Regions from separate parts of the Capsicum annuum genome. Here region 2 is linked to region 1. Evidence: chromatin contacts called from public Hi-C data. All regions are on one chromosome and are shown on one strand. Each heading gives the region's core, a stretch centred on a gene start, on an enhancer-like site or on the middle of the called end of the contact. The rest is flanking DNA. Distances are from core to core; before and after follow the strand shown. Region 1 has its middle 120 kb from the start of LOC107867825. Region 2 holds the start of LOC107867825 (sucrose transport protein).

Region 1 (6,286 bases), core at 1,730-4,229:
TAATACTCCCTCCGTTTCATAATAAATGAATTGTTGGAGTATTTTTGGTGTTTCAAAATAAGTGAATCATTGAGTTTTTTTTCCAAATTTATCCTTGAGGATTTGACAGCCAAGGGGTCCTGAAACAAAGTAAAATAAATATGATTCTATACTTTAAACAAGGGTAAAAATGGAAACTATATTAAATTTATGTCTTTGATTCTTTTTCTTAATCTGGTGCCAAAGTCCAACAATTTATTTATTATGAAACGGAGGAAGTAGTAAGTACGCAAGGAAGTAACTAAGGTAGGTCCGGATTGAACTAGTGTTTCCCTACAAGATATTGCCAAGGACTTACATTGAGGGTGTGTTTGGTATGAAGGAAAATATTTTCTGGAAAATGTTTTTCAGTTTTTTCCTGTTTGGTTGGATTACAGGTTTTGGAAAATATTTTACAAATCAACTCATTTTCCTTAAAACTAAGGAAAATGACTTCCCTTGAAAAAGTAAGGAAAATATTTTCCAAAACTCTCTTTCAACATCACTATTAAATTGAAATATTCATACAATTCTCAAAATCACCCATCCCTACTCCGACCCTCAATCTCCCACCCCAACCCCCAACCCCATCCCACCCCCACCCTCACCCTCTACCATTCAAAACTTTTTTCTTATCCCACCATTTTTATCATATTCGTTCTCAGTATTTTTGTTAAATATATACAAATACTTTTAGAAAACATATACTTATCCAATTTGCATAACGAACACACAAATATAAGTAGGGCTGGACATATTTTGGAATCGAAATTTAATTTTGATTTGTTTTTTTGATTTTTCGGATTGGTTTTGGTTTCAACTTTTAGAAATTTGGTTAAACGGTTTGGTTTTCGAAATTTCAAAAAAAAAAATCGGATAAATCAAAAAACCAAAATTATATAAATAATATATTATAATTTATATATATATATATATATATATATATATATTTCATATTATATATAAATTTACTAAAAATATAATATAATCTAATATAACATATAAATATATAAATTATAATCATTTAGTAAACCTAAATCCTAATAAGTTGTTTTGCTTTTGACCGTAATAGTAACGTGAAGGCTGCAACGACGCTCATCCATCCTCAGTTCATTCAACATCACCAACGACAGTTGCAGTCGTTTGCTCAGTTTGTTTGCTCAGTTCGTCACTGCCATCGACAGTCGCTGCCGCGTGTGTCCATTGTCGTCACGCCAACGGTGATGACTCGGCGAAGTCGATATTTATGATTATTTTATTCGTATTGAATTAATTATATTTGAGAATGAAAATAAGTTTGAAAAAAGATTATTTTTCTAGAAAAATCACCAATTTTAAAAGGTCACTACTTTAATTTTCAAAATCGAAATAAAAATACGAAATAACCGAACCGAATCTGTAAAAAATGAACCAAACCAAAATAATTTTCGTTTGGTTATGATTGTTATTTTTTGTCAATCCGAAAACCAAAAAACCGTACTGATATTCAGCAATCAATTCGAACAAACTAAATGCTCACCCCTAAATATAACTAAGAAACAACTTATTTTTTTAGAAAATATTTCTCCTCCTTCATATCGAACACATCCCAAAAAATATTTTTTGAGATAAAAAAATATTTTTCTAAAATGTATTTTTATACTTTAGCTAAAGATTAAAATGTATTTTTTGAAAATTATTTTTTCATTTTCCAACCAAACATTACAAAATATTTTCCGAAAAATATTTTCCATCCACCAACCAAACATAGGAAAACAAGTAAGAAATCAACTTATTTTTCGAGAAAAATATTTTTCATGAAAACATTTTCCTTCGTACCAAACACATCCTGAGTCTTGTCCCAAGTTGGCCCTACACTCCACAAGCCTTGTGTTTTCGCCCTAAACATTATACCTAACGAAAAGCATAGACACTAGTTGAAAATTAAACTAAAGGTGGTATATTCTAGACTATTCTACAACTATACAACTTTTATTCATAATAGTATTAACAAAATGAATTAAACTGAAATTCTTACAAATAACTGGTTTTGAAATTCAGAATTACACTTGGCTACATTATTAATAGCTTTTAAATTAATTCCACAATTAATAATCCCTTCATTTGTCATTGTAGTTGATCCCAAACTATGACACATCTCTTTCATTATCATCTGAACATGTCTCTGCAATTTTAACGTAAAAAGCAAACAACGTTTGAGACAACAATACTAACGTGGAATACATGCTAGGCCTCAGGCCAGCACTCAACAACATGAGTAATTAATACTGGTAACTTCAAGAAATTGGAATTATGAGTTATGTCTTATGACTATACATACATATCTCACATAAATATCGATTTGACAAAACTTGTAATGTCAATTTATGCATTTTAAAGAAAAATGGGTGAGGAGAGCTATAGGACGAATTAATTATCCTAGCAATGCCCAGGAGCATAGCTATGTAGAATCAAGAGAATTCGATTGAATATCTCTTTTATCGGAAGGACAAATGTACAAGGGAAAGATATAGGACAAATTAATTGTCCTAGCAAGCCCCGAGCTATGTAGAATCTAGAGAATATATTTTGTCAGAAAAATAAAAATAATAGAGAATTGTATTGATTATATAAAAGTTTTACTCACAATGATATAAATAAAAATTCTAGAGTAGTGGCAAAGAGATTAAAAAAAAAAGATTAAGGTTACAAGTTTAAATTCCAAGTATGGAATTCTAGCAATTTTTGAATTTCTTTATATAAATTTATGAATTTGCCACCGGACACATTACGTAAACACTAAAAATTAGTGACGAATAGATTCTATAACGCTGCAGTTCACAGCTAATTAGTGATGGATTAGTCAAAAATTCATTTAGCTACGCTAATTCCATTTCTTTTTAGTGACACGTCTATTATACAATCTAAATATCCAAAATTCTGCCCAACTAATGGGACGTATGTGCATGAACGAATGGAGCATATCTACAACAATAAAAAAAAGTCACATTAATGCACATAAACAAATGTAGGGCTACCCCTGGCCCATATACAGGAATACTCGTCGGCAACCAAGTCAGTGATCAATGAAATCATTGTTCATCCACCTGAAACAATAACAAATCTGTATGGACTAAAGAAGATATAAAACAATTAAAACAACTCATATTAAACATTACATTGATGTATAGCAAATCAAAATAAAATATCTCACCTACACATAAATAAATGTAGGGTTCACCATGACCCATGGGAGTACAAATGTGCAATCCAAGTCAAGTAAAGAGCCTATCATGGAATTTAAAGAACCTAGCTAGTTGTACAGAGTAAAGAAAAAGATTTATAGAACAATCAAAATAAGTTCATTAAACATATTTTGATATATAGCATATCAAATAAGATGTTTCACCTACACAAAAAGAAATGTCGCGCGCTCAGTCTCCCTACGCCCACCAGATTCACTCATATACAATCAAGTAATTAATTCATCATGGAATTTAAGTATCAAATGTATGAACCGACTGAACCATGCTAATGTTGTTAGCACAATATTATCATCTCATGGACCATACTCCACTTTGTGGAAATACATTGCGAGGGTTATGTCTTTTATCCTTTGTGGACTTCCGTGGAAGAATCTACCGCAGTGGTATCTTGCATTTTCATGAGCGTGATTTAGCAAGAAGTTTCATTCTATTTTCCAACAATCCTCAAGAAGGAATCAACTGATCTCTCCAATGAAGGATTGGAGATTGTGGTAAAATGTTAGTGTATAAAGACAAGGATAAGACGGCAAATGTCGTTCTTACACCATCTTGTCACGTTCCTAACCATAGGATTGCTCCACTAGAAAGATGGGCATTCATTACTACGTATATAATTACCGGCATCTCCGCTTTCCCTGCTCTGATATAAGTTGAAATTCTCAAAGTTGAGAGTAAAGTATAAGTAAAATGTCAGAGATTACCTCTTCTTCTCGGGTCTCTATACTAAAACAGGAATCTCATTATTACCTATTCTAGCAAAACCACCCATCAGAGCCTTCCATGGGACTACTATGTGAAAATATTGTTGGAAATCAGCACATATTCCTAGCTTAATTAAAAAGCCGGTTGAGTTAGTTATAGTTAGGTAAGTTTGTTAGAGTTATGTTTACACTTTACCATAGTTAGAATAGACTATAATCTATATATTAAGACAATAATTTATTTAAATCTATTCTATTTCAAGTTGGGAAGTTATCAATGCTTGATATAGCTCTATTCTTTGCTATTTCTGTAAAATTTGAATCAGTAAAACTGATAGAAAAAAAAATGAAATTCCAAGGCAACAACAAATTGTGTTTCCTTAAAGAATTTAATCTCCTTATAATTGCTCAAGGTTTGAATTAATTTCTCCTAAGATAAAATAGAACACACTTCTGCATCACTGACAATCAAAATTATTGAACTTTGACAAACTCAACGAAAAAAAGTAAATCACACTTACTGTTATCATTGAAAAAATACATTGCAAAAGATGAAAGAAAAATAAGTCTGCTTTTTATTTTCTTTTTAAATAGTATTTCGTTTTTCAGTAAATGAAATGGGGCAAAGCCTCTGAATATTTGTAACTTTCCTATTCGAAAAAAATTGAATTGTTCGAGAAGATAAATGTCTGTTCAGAAACAGATATGATTGTTCAAAAAGAATAATTTATTTCCGCAAATTAATATTAGGTAAAAGAGAAATTAATTAATTAAAAGATAAATTTCGTTCAAAAAGATTATCAATCAACCACATCATTTGCCAAAGACAAAGAAAAAGTCAAAACCAAAGCCGAGCTGATCGAGCGACGACGACGACGCGAGGGGTACTTCTTTCTCAATGCTTTACTAGCTAGAAGAAGTGTGTCTTATTAAAAAGACAAAAGTATTCCTCTATTCTGCTAATGAGAGAGAAATAACATTTCATTTCCTTTTTTCCTTCTTTCAATGCCCCTTCATTTCTCAGTGCTCTTCATATCAACATTTTTCAATTTACACCTTTAATAAAAACACAATATTCTTTGTCAATTTGTTTATTATGTCTTGAATTTTTTAATTATATATTTGGAAATCATAATTTCTATTATTTTTGGAAATTCCTTTTCTTAATAGATTTAAGAAAGTAAAGAGACTATGGCCAAAGTTGCTACGACACACTCCAACTTCACAAAGATCTTATTACATTTTTGAACTCAATTTTAGCGTAATTTTTGGCATCCTTTTGTGTTCATGTGGCATATTTATTACATATAAATAGAATCTACGTTAAAGATGTCACGTCAGCTAAAAAGATTGACAAACATGCTACGTCAGTACAAAAGAATGACAAAAATACACTAAAATTAATTTCAGAGGGGAAATAGGACCCCATGAAGTTGGAGAGTGTCATAGCAAATTTGGTCATAATTCAGGAGGATTCTAGATGCTTCACTCGAAAGTAAATATTGTCCTTATAGGATGGGAGAGCCATTTTCATATATGTTTGAGATAGAAAATTTGTAGAGCATTGTATGATATTTATTTTCTTACATGGTAAAAATCTTTCTATATTTATGCCTGTAGGATTAGGTCAAGTCGAACCTTATTAAATTCTTGTATTATTTTTCTTCTTTGTCTGTGATTATGTGCTAGTTGACCTGTAATCTTTTTGCAATATTTGGAATCAGAGCAAGACTAGGATTTTTGCGTATGATTAAGGATTCAGATGTCTCCATCATCTTAAAAAAAGTGTGAATAGAGCAATTCGATGGAGATCTAATTTTAGTTCATGAAAGATTAGAATGAGGTCGTCCATGATATTTAATGACAAGAATTATGAAAATCAATTGAGAATATTTTATCAAAAAAAATTAAAAGAGTCAGAGAAAGCAGACTAAAAAGAGAGGTTTGAGTGCGATATTCATGAGAATTGCAAGTAGTATTCTTTGAAAAATTATTGAAGAAAAATTTACAGCAACGACATGAAAGAAGTTAGAAGATCTGTATTTCAAAAAATTCCTGATAAATCATTACTATCTGAAAAAAGGTACAACAATCTACATATGAATAAAGGTACACTGGTTAAAATTCACTTTGATGAGCTTAATTCAATCATAATGAATCTAAAAATCGTATATATCTAAATTGAGAGTGAACTTTTTGAACATCTGTCACATTAACCACTCTTTTATCGACAACCAAATTTTGGTTAGCAACTTCGACATCCTCTTTATCTCCTCAGGGAGAAACTTATTGCTTTAATATTGATCGTTATACATGGAGACA
Region 2 (6,043 bases), core at 2,992-5,491, 120 kb after region 1:
TAAATCTAGAGGGGTGGTTCGCAGAGATGGAGACTACCATCAAGTTGTTCATGTGTTGATATTTGCTGAGAGTACATAAGAACTACTTCTCCAAGGATGTGTTGATTGCAAGAATTCCTGAATTGGTCAGTGGGATATCTCAAGTGTTGATCATATACTCCTTTACAATTTACAAGTTGCTAATTTTATAAGTGTTTGACATTATCTTCTCTAAGTTGCTCCTGAAAAAGTCATGTTTGAATCTGTTAAACAGAAAATCTTTCTCTGACCCTGTCAAGTTATTTTTTAGCACTTTTTTTTATATAGTGATAAAACTTCACTGCATTATATTTGCTTTATTTCATTGCAAATAAATGAAGGATGTGAATGACCTCATATAAGCAAATTCAGTAAATTGAAAATGTTGTTTGTAAGTTGGACAAATGCTTTAATTTCTGACTTTTATGTTGCAAGTGTATATCGGTGGAAGAAGTTTAATGACGAATGATGTTATGAGAGGCTTGGCTATTGCATACTCTTTATAGATAGTTATATTATGGCTATCTACTTCCCTTTCCTGTCATGGATAAGTACACAGTTACATGAAAAATCATTTGAAAGTTGAACAAATACTTTATTTTCTGACGTCTATGTTGTATGTGTATATCTGTGGAAGAAGATCAATTACAAATGCAATGCAATATTCAACAAGTTGAAGCTAGCTAGTTTTTTTTATCATTTTATTCTAAATATGAACTCTTTTATTTTGTTTTTTGGCAGAGTAAGAATCTTGTTATTGGTAATTAATATTGGGGACTCTAGAGCTGTGTTGGCTACGAGAGGCGAGGATGATTCTCTCACTGCAGTGAAATTGACAGTAGACCTTAAGCCGGATTTACCGGGTGCATACACGTCTATATCTTGCTGCCTGCACTGTGATATTTTTCATTTTTTTTGAAATTGTGTTGATCAACAAAATTACCACTTAATTTCTGTTCAATTCTAATCTCGAACTAGTTGAGGTTGTCTATTCGAATCCTCTGTATCATATATGTCTCTTTGATAAATCGTGAGCAGATTTTTCAAATTTATATGACTTTAATACGAATCAACTAGCATTTTGGTTTCTAAAATATTATTATAGACATATTTTTGGATCCTTCAGTTTCTGTTAAAGAATAATAATAATGAATCTTAATTTTTATATGACCACCACCATATTTACTTATTTTCACTTAATGAAACTTTAGTATTAACTGATCCCCATTAAGAAAATCAGTAATTATGCTTAGTGTGGTTGGAAATGTCCCACTTAATTATCGACTTATTTGGATTACCCCACCAGACAATACTTTCAAATAGGAATTGAACATATAGGAGACCATAGTATATGTATTAGAAAATAGTCATGCCGTTTTAGTTAAAGTTGCAAAATGTTAGTATCAATTTTCTCGTATATGTTAGAGCTTTGAAGGATATAGTCCTGTTTAGTTGTTCGTTTCCTGTTTGATACGCCAATGAAGTTTTTAATCTTTGGTGTAAATATAACACGTTAAGGAAATTTCAATTGGCAAAGCATGAAGAAAAGATTAAGTATATATAAAACTCAAAAATCTTGGCTCCACCTCTGTGTAGACATATATATTCTGTGTGGCATCCTACGTGGTAAATTCATGTCTTATATGGCGTTGTATTATGTCACATACGAATCCTCTGTATTATCTACCCTACTGATGAAATTTCACACTTTACAATAATCATCTACAACTTGCTTATTTCAGTAGTGGCCAGCTGTTACAATTTTGGAGTGCATATGATCATTCACGTATCAATAATTTCATCTGATTTCAACTGTCCTAGTAAAACATGAACTACAACTTCTAAACTTCTGTAATTAACTATAAATATTTAAATATATTATTTCTTGAATACACTTTTCTTATGTAAAGAAAGTTTAACTAACACAAGGATCATTATCTGTATGTGAAATTTTACACCCCCTTGAAATGTTGAATGTTCTCTCCCATGTGATTGCATACACACATGGTCATGATGAAAAATCTTTCGTTGATGAACGTTCTCGAATCGTCCATGTAAAACTAAATCTTAATGTAGTAGTTTACTTAATTCTTATTTTTTTAGTTTAAAATAGTTTTTGGCATCTAATCATTTTTAAGTACAATTCGTTATAATTTCACTTCCTCTATTACAGGAAAGATTTGAAGAAATATTACGAGAAAAAATATTATCAGAATCTGATATTGATCAAATTGAAGCATATTATCAAGCTGTCGGAGGAGAAAAGAAGCGAAGAGTATTTAGTCTTGGATCTGAAGTAAAAGGCTACTATGGACAAATTATTTGTGTTTCTTATGGAAAGACTTCATCTTCAGCTTCTCATGAATTGTGTTTAGCTTTTGCTATCTTTGGTATTGTGGATGATGTGGATTGTTTTAAGGATAGCTGGTTGATGTTTGGTACTATGGATGTTTTGCACATAATTATGTGTTTAGATGTTGCGCGCTATGTTTGGTATTGTGGATGTTTGATTTTGCTATCTATTTATGTGGGTTCTTTTGTATGAAGGTTGGATATTTTAAGAAGATTTTATTATCTATATATGTGGGTTCTTTTATGTGAATGTTGGATATTTTAAGAATTTTAAAAAATTAGGGACTAAATAATCAAATTTTTAGTGACGGACTAGCAATGAAATATTTGATCACGAAATAATCAAAATGACGAAATACAACATGAAATTAGTAACGACATCTATAAATATAACAACGAATATCTTCGTTGCTACAAAGTGGCAACGGATATAAGTCGTCTCTATGACGTTGCAAAATTGACAACGAATTTTATTTTTTCCATTGCTAAATGATTAGCAACGCGCAATACAGCAACGACACATATTCCGTTGTTGATTCGTCTCTAAATTGCTTTAGCGACGAATATATGTTGATTAGCAACGTTATCGGTCTGTTGCTAAATGCAATTTTTTTGTAGTGTAGGGCCCCATTTTGGGGGTAGCACTCCCAATAGAGTTTTGTTCATGCTCAGGATCGAACCCTCGACCTCTGATTAAGGGTGGAGTAGCCCCATCCGCTGCACCACAATCCATGTTGGTATTATTTTCCAAACTTTTATTCCAAAGATTTGATGCCTCCACCTTTCTAGCATTCAATATACTTTCTTCATTTTATTTTATATGACATATTTTAATCGAACACAAAATTTCAGTTATAAAAAAGAGTTGATAAATTTAATATATTATTTTTAATTAAGTAAAATTTTATAATTGAAATTAATGAAGATAAAAGTATAATTATATTTTAAATAATTATTAAATAAAAAATAAAAATATTTTTTTTTGAGGCAGACCAAAAAAATACCACACATAAAAAAGAAACGGGGGAGTATTCGATTTTCTGACAAATAAACATTTTTTAAATGTTGAAAAAGGACAAAAACCTTAAATGATCGGAGGGGTACGTTTTTTAGAATTTTTTCTACTTATACTACCCAAACTAAAATTTCTAGATATACCGTTCTATTTCAATAATTTCCTTTAGTTAATTATTTCTATTTCTTTTTTCTTAATATTAGGATCGGGTAGGGTAGGGGGTGGCGCGGTGGGGGCTGGTTTTAAAGCCTTTTATGGCCTTCAACAGTTGACAGTGGCAGTCACGCTGAAAGAAAATAATTTATTCTAAATATTAGTATAAATTTTTATTCTCTATTTTAATTTACGTCATCTTTTATAATTAAATAAAAATTATTTTTATTTTTAATAAAATAATTTGTAACAAAAAAAATGTCGAAGAATTTTTTAGGTCATAAATTTCAATTACGTTTCTTTATTTTTTAAATTTTATAAAAACTTTTTTGAAGTAACTAGTAAATTTATTATCATGTGATCGAGAAATCATTACGGGTTCAAGCTGCAAAAATACAAGATAAGATTCTCTACAATAAACTTTTATGGTTTGCCCTTCTTCGAACCTTGCATGTAGAGGAAGTTTAAGTACACCAAACTGTCATTTGTTTCTTAAATTTTGTATCTAGTCAAATCCTATAACATATTACAAATGAATAAAATATTTTTTGATTAAAAATAAATATTTTTTTATTTATATCTGTGTAAATTCTTATTTAGCAAAAAAAAATAAATTAGTTTATTACTATTTTTTAAAAAAATTATTTAAACATAAATTAAATAAATAAATATTCACATCCGAATTGCTAAATGGATTTGATTGTCCATTCCAACAAACACCATGCATTGCCACTGCCTCCGAAAAACAATATAAATACCCCTCACTCTCCCCCTTTCCTTCAACATTCAAACCAAAATCTTTTCCCTATACGCACACAATTACAAAGTAATTTTATTTAGCTAAAAATGGAGAATGGTACGAAAAGAGAGGGCTTAGGAAAACTAAATGTTTCCTCTTCACTACAAGTTGAACAGCCTTTACCAAAATCCAAATTATGGAAAATAATAATGGTCGCTTCTATAGCTGCTGGTGTTCAATTTGGTTGGGCTCTTCAACTCTCTTTACTTACACCTTATGTTCAATTACTTGGAATTCCACATAAATATGCCTCTTTTATTTGGCTATGCGGTCCTATTTCTGGTATGATTGTTCAACCAGTTGTCGGTTATTATAGTGACAATTGCTCCTCCCGTTTTGGGCGTCGCCGGCCGTTTATTGCCGCCGGTGCTGCACTTGTTACTATTGCTGTTTTTCTTATTGGTTTTGCTGCTGACCTTGGACATGCCTCCGGTGACCCGCTTGAAAAAGGATCTAAGCCTCGTGCTATTGCTGTTTTTGTTGTTGGCTTTTGGATCCTCGACGTTGCCAACAATATGTTACAGGTAAATTTCTTTCTAAGCTACATGCCGCCTTTTGAAATCCTAACTTATATATATATTATTAAAAAAAAATTAAAGATTTTATATTTAATTTATAATTAAAATTAAATTAAATTATTTAACTTTCAAAATTAAATTTTGTCACTTAAATTAAAATTAAACAAAAGCAATTTTGTAGTTTACCTTTCATGTTGAACCTAAAAAGGCAATAAGAAGTAGGCGCACGTCACAGGTTCGCGGCAGACATAAATAAATTGTTGAGTACTATGTTTTTTTTTTCTTTCTACTAGCTACTTGCTATATTTTGATAATCATAATCATATAGGGACTACATGCAATCCAAAATTCCAGCTAGACAATTATTGTATTGTAGAAATCTGTAAATATACACAAACAAGAAATATTAGATCCAAGAATTTACTAAAAATACTCAAGATTTGCAGATAAACATTATCGGTGACAGTTACAATATGTATGCATCTTGACACTAATTTAAATACGGAGAGGGAAATTGAAACAAGCCCTTTAAATTATTTACATGGGTGAATTGTAGTATTTACATCCGACATGCATTCCCACAGTGTCCTTCTACTGACACCTTTTAAGTAATTTTAAAAGATCATCAACTTTATTCTCAAAATAATACATTTAATAGTGTCTTTTTTAAATACTTATTGGAGTAACTAATTACAAAAGTTCACAAGTTGTATTTTTTTTCTACTTCCACCTAATTATATATCACTAAATTTTAATAATCCTATTGTACCTCCAAATCAAAAAGAAGAGTGTGATTGTTGATTATTCAATTTAATTAAATAGTCACATGCACTGATATAAATGTAAAAAAAACATTTTTATTAGTAATATTAATTACTAATACGTCATAATTAAATACAATTATTCTTTCAATTTTATTTTTGCAGGGCCCATGCAGAGCACTTCTGGCAGATCTGTCCGGCGGAAAATCGGGGAGAATGAGGACAGCAAATGCATTTTTCTCATTCTTCATGGCCGTCGGTAACATTCTTGGCTACGCTGCCGGTTCCTATTCTAAGCTTTACAAAGTTTTCCCTTTCTCAAAAACCCAAGCATGCGACATCTACTGTGCAAATCTCAAAAGCTGTTTCTTCATCGCCATCTTCCTTTTGCTCAGCTTAACAACCTTAGCCTTGAGTTTCGTCCGCG

Evidence for each region. A called contact is a pair of places that touch in the nucleus more often than the background predicts.
Region 2: a contact with region 1 is called in a Hi-C map of pericarp, with 3 times the contacts expected there. The contact joins the promoter of LOC107867825 here to the enhancer-like site in region 1. A contact is called at or near these places in 4 of 5 Hi-C or Micro-C datasets (bud, leaf, pericarp and 1 more).

The regions. Positions count from the first base shown.
Region 1 is chr4:92,302,917-92,309,202 of UCD10Xv1.1, forward strand. No RefSeq gene overlaps it. Among protein-coding and RNA genes, the nearest start is that of LOC107867825, 120 kb to the right of the region's middle. Within about 2 kb of position 2,980, at least 3 of the 5 cell types and tissues checked have an H3K27ac peak or open chromatin away from gene starts, as enhancers often do. A contact at or near this core is called in leaf and pericarp, where this site is marked.
Region 2 is chr4:92,418,128-92,424,170 of UCD10Xv1.1, forward strand. It overlaps LOC107867825 (sucrose transport protein), which reads left to right and starts at 4,242. Exons shown (of 5, transcript XM_016714267.2): 1 at 4,242-4,861; 2 at 5,782-6,043. The coding sequence starts at 4,385.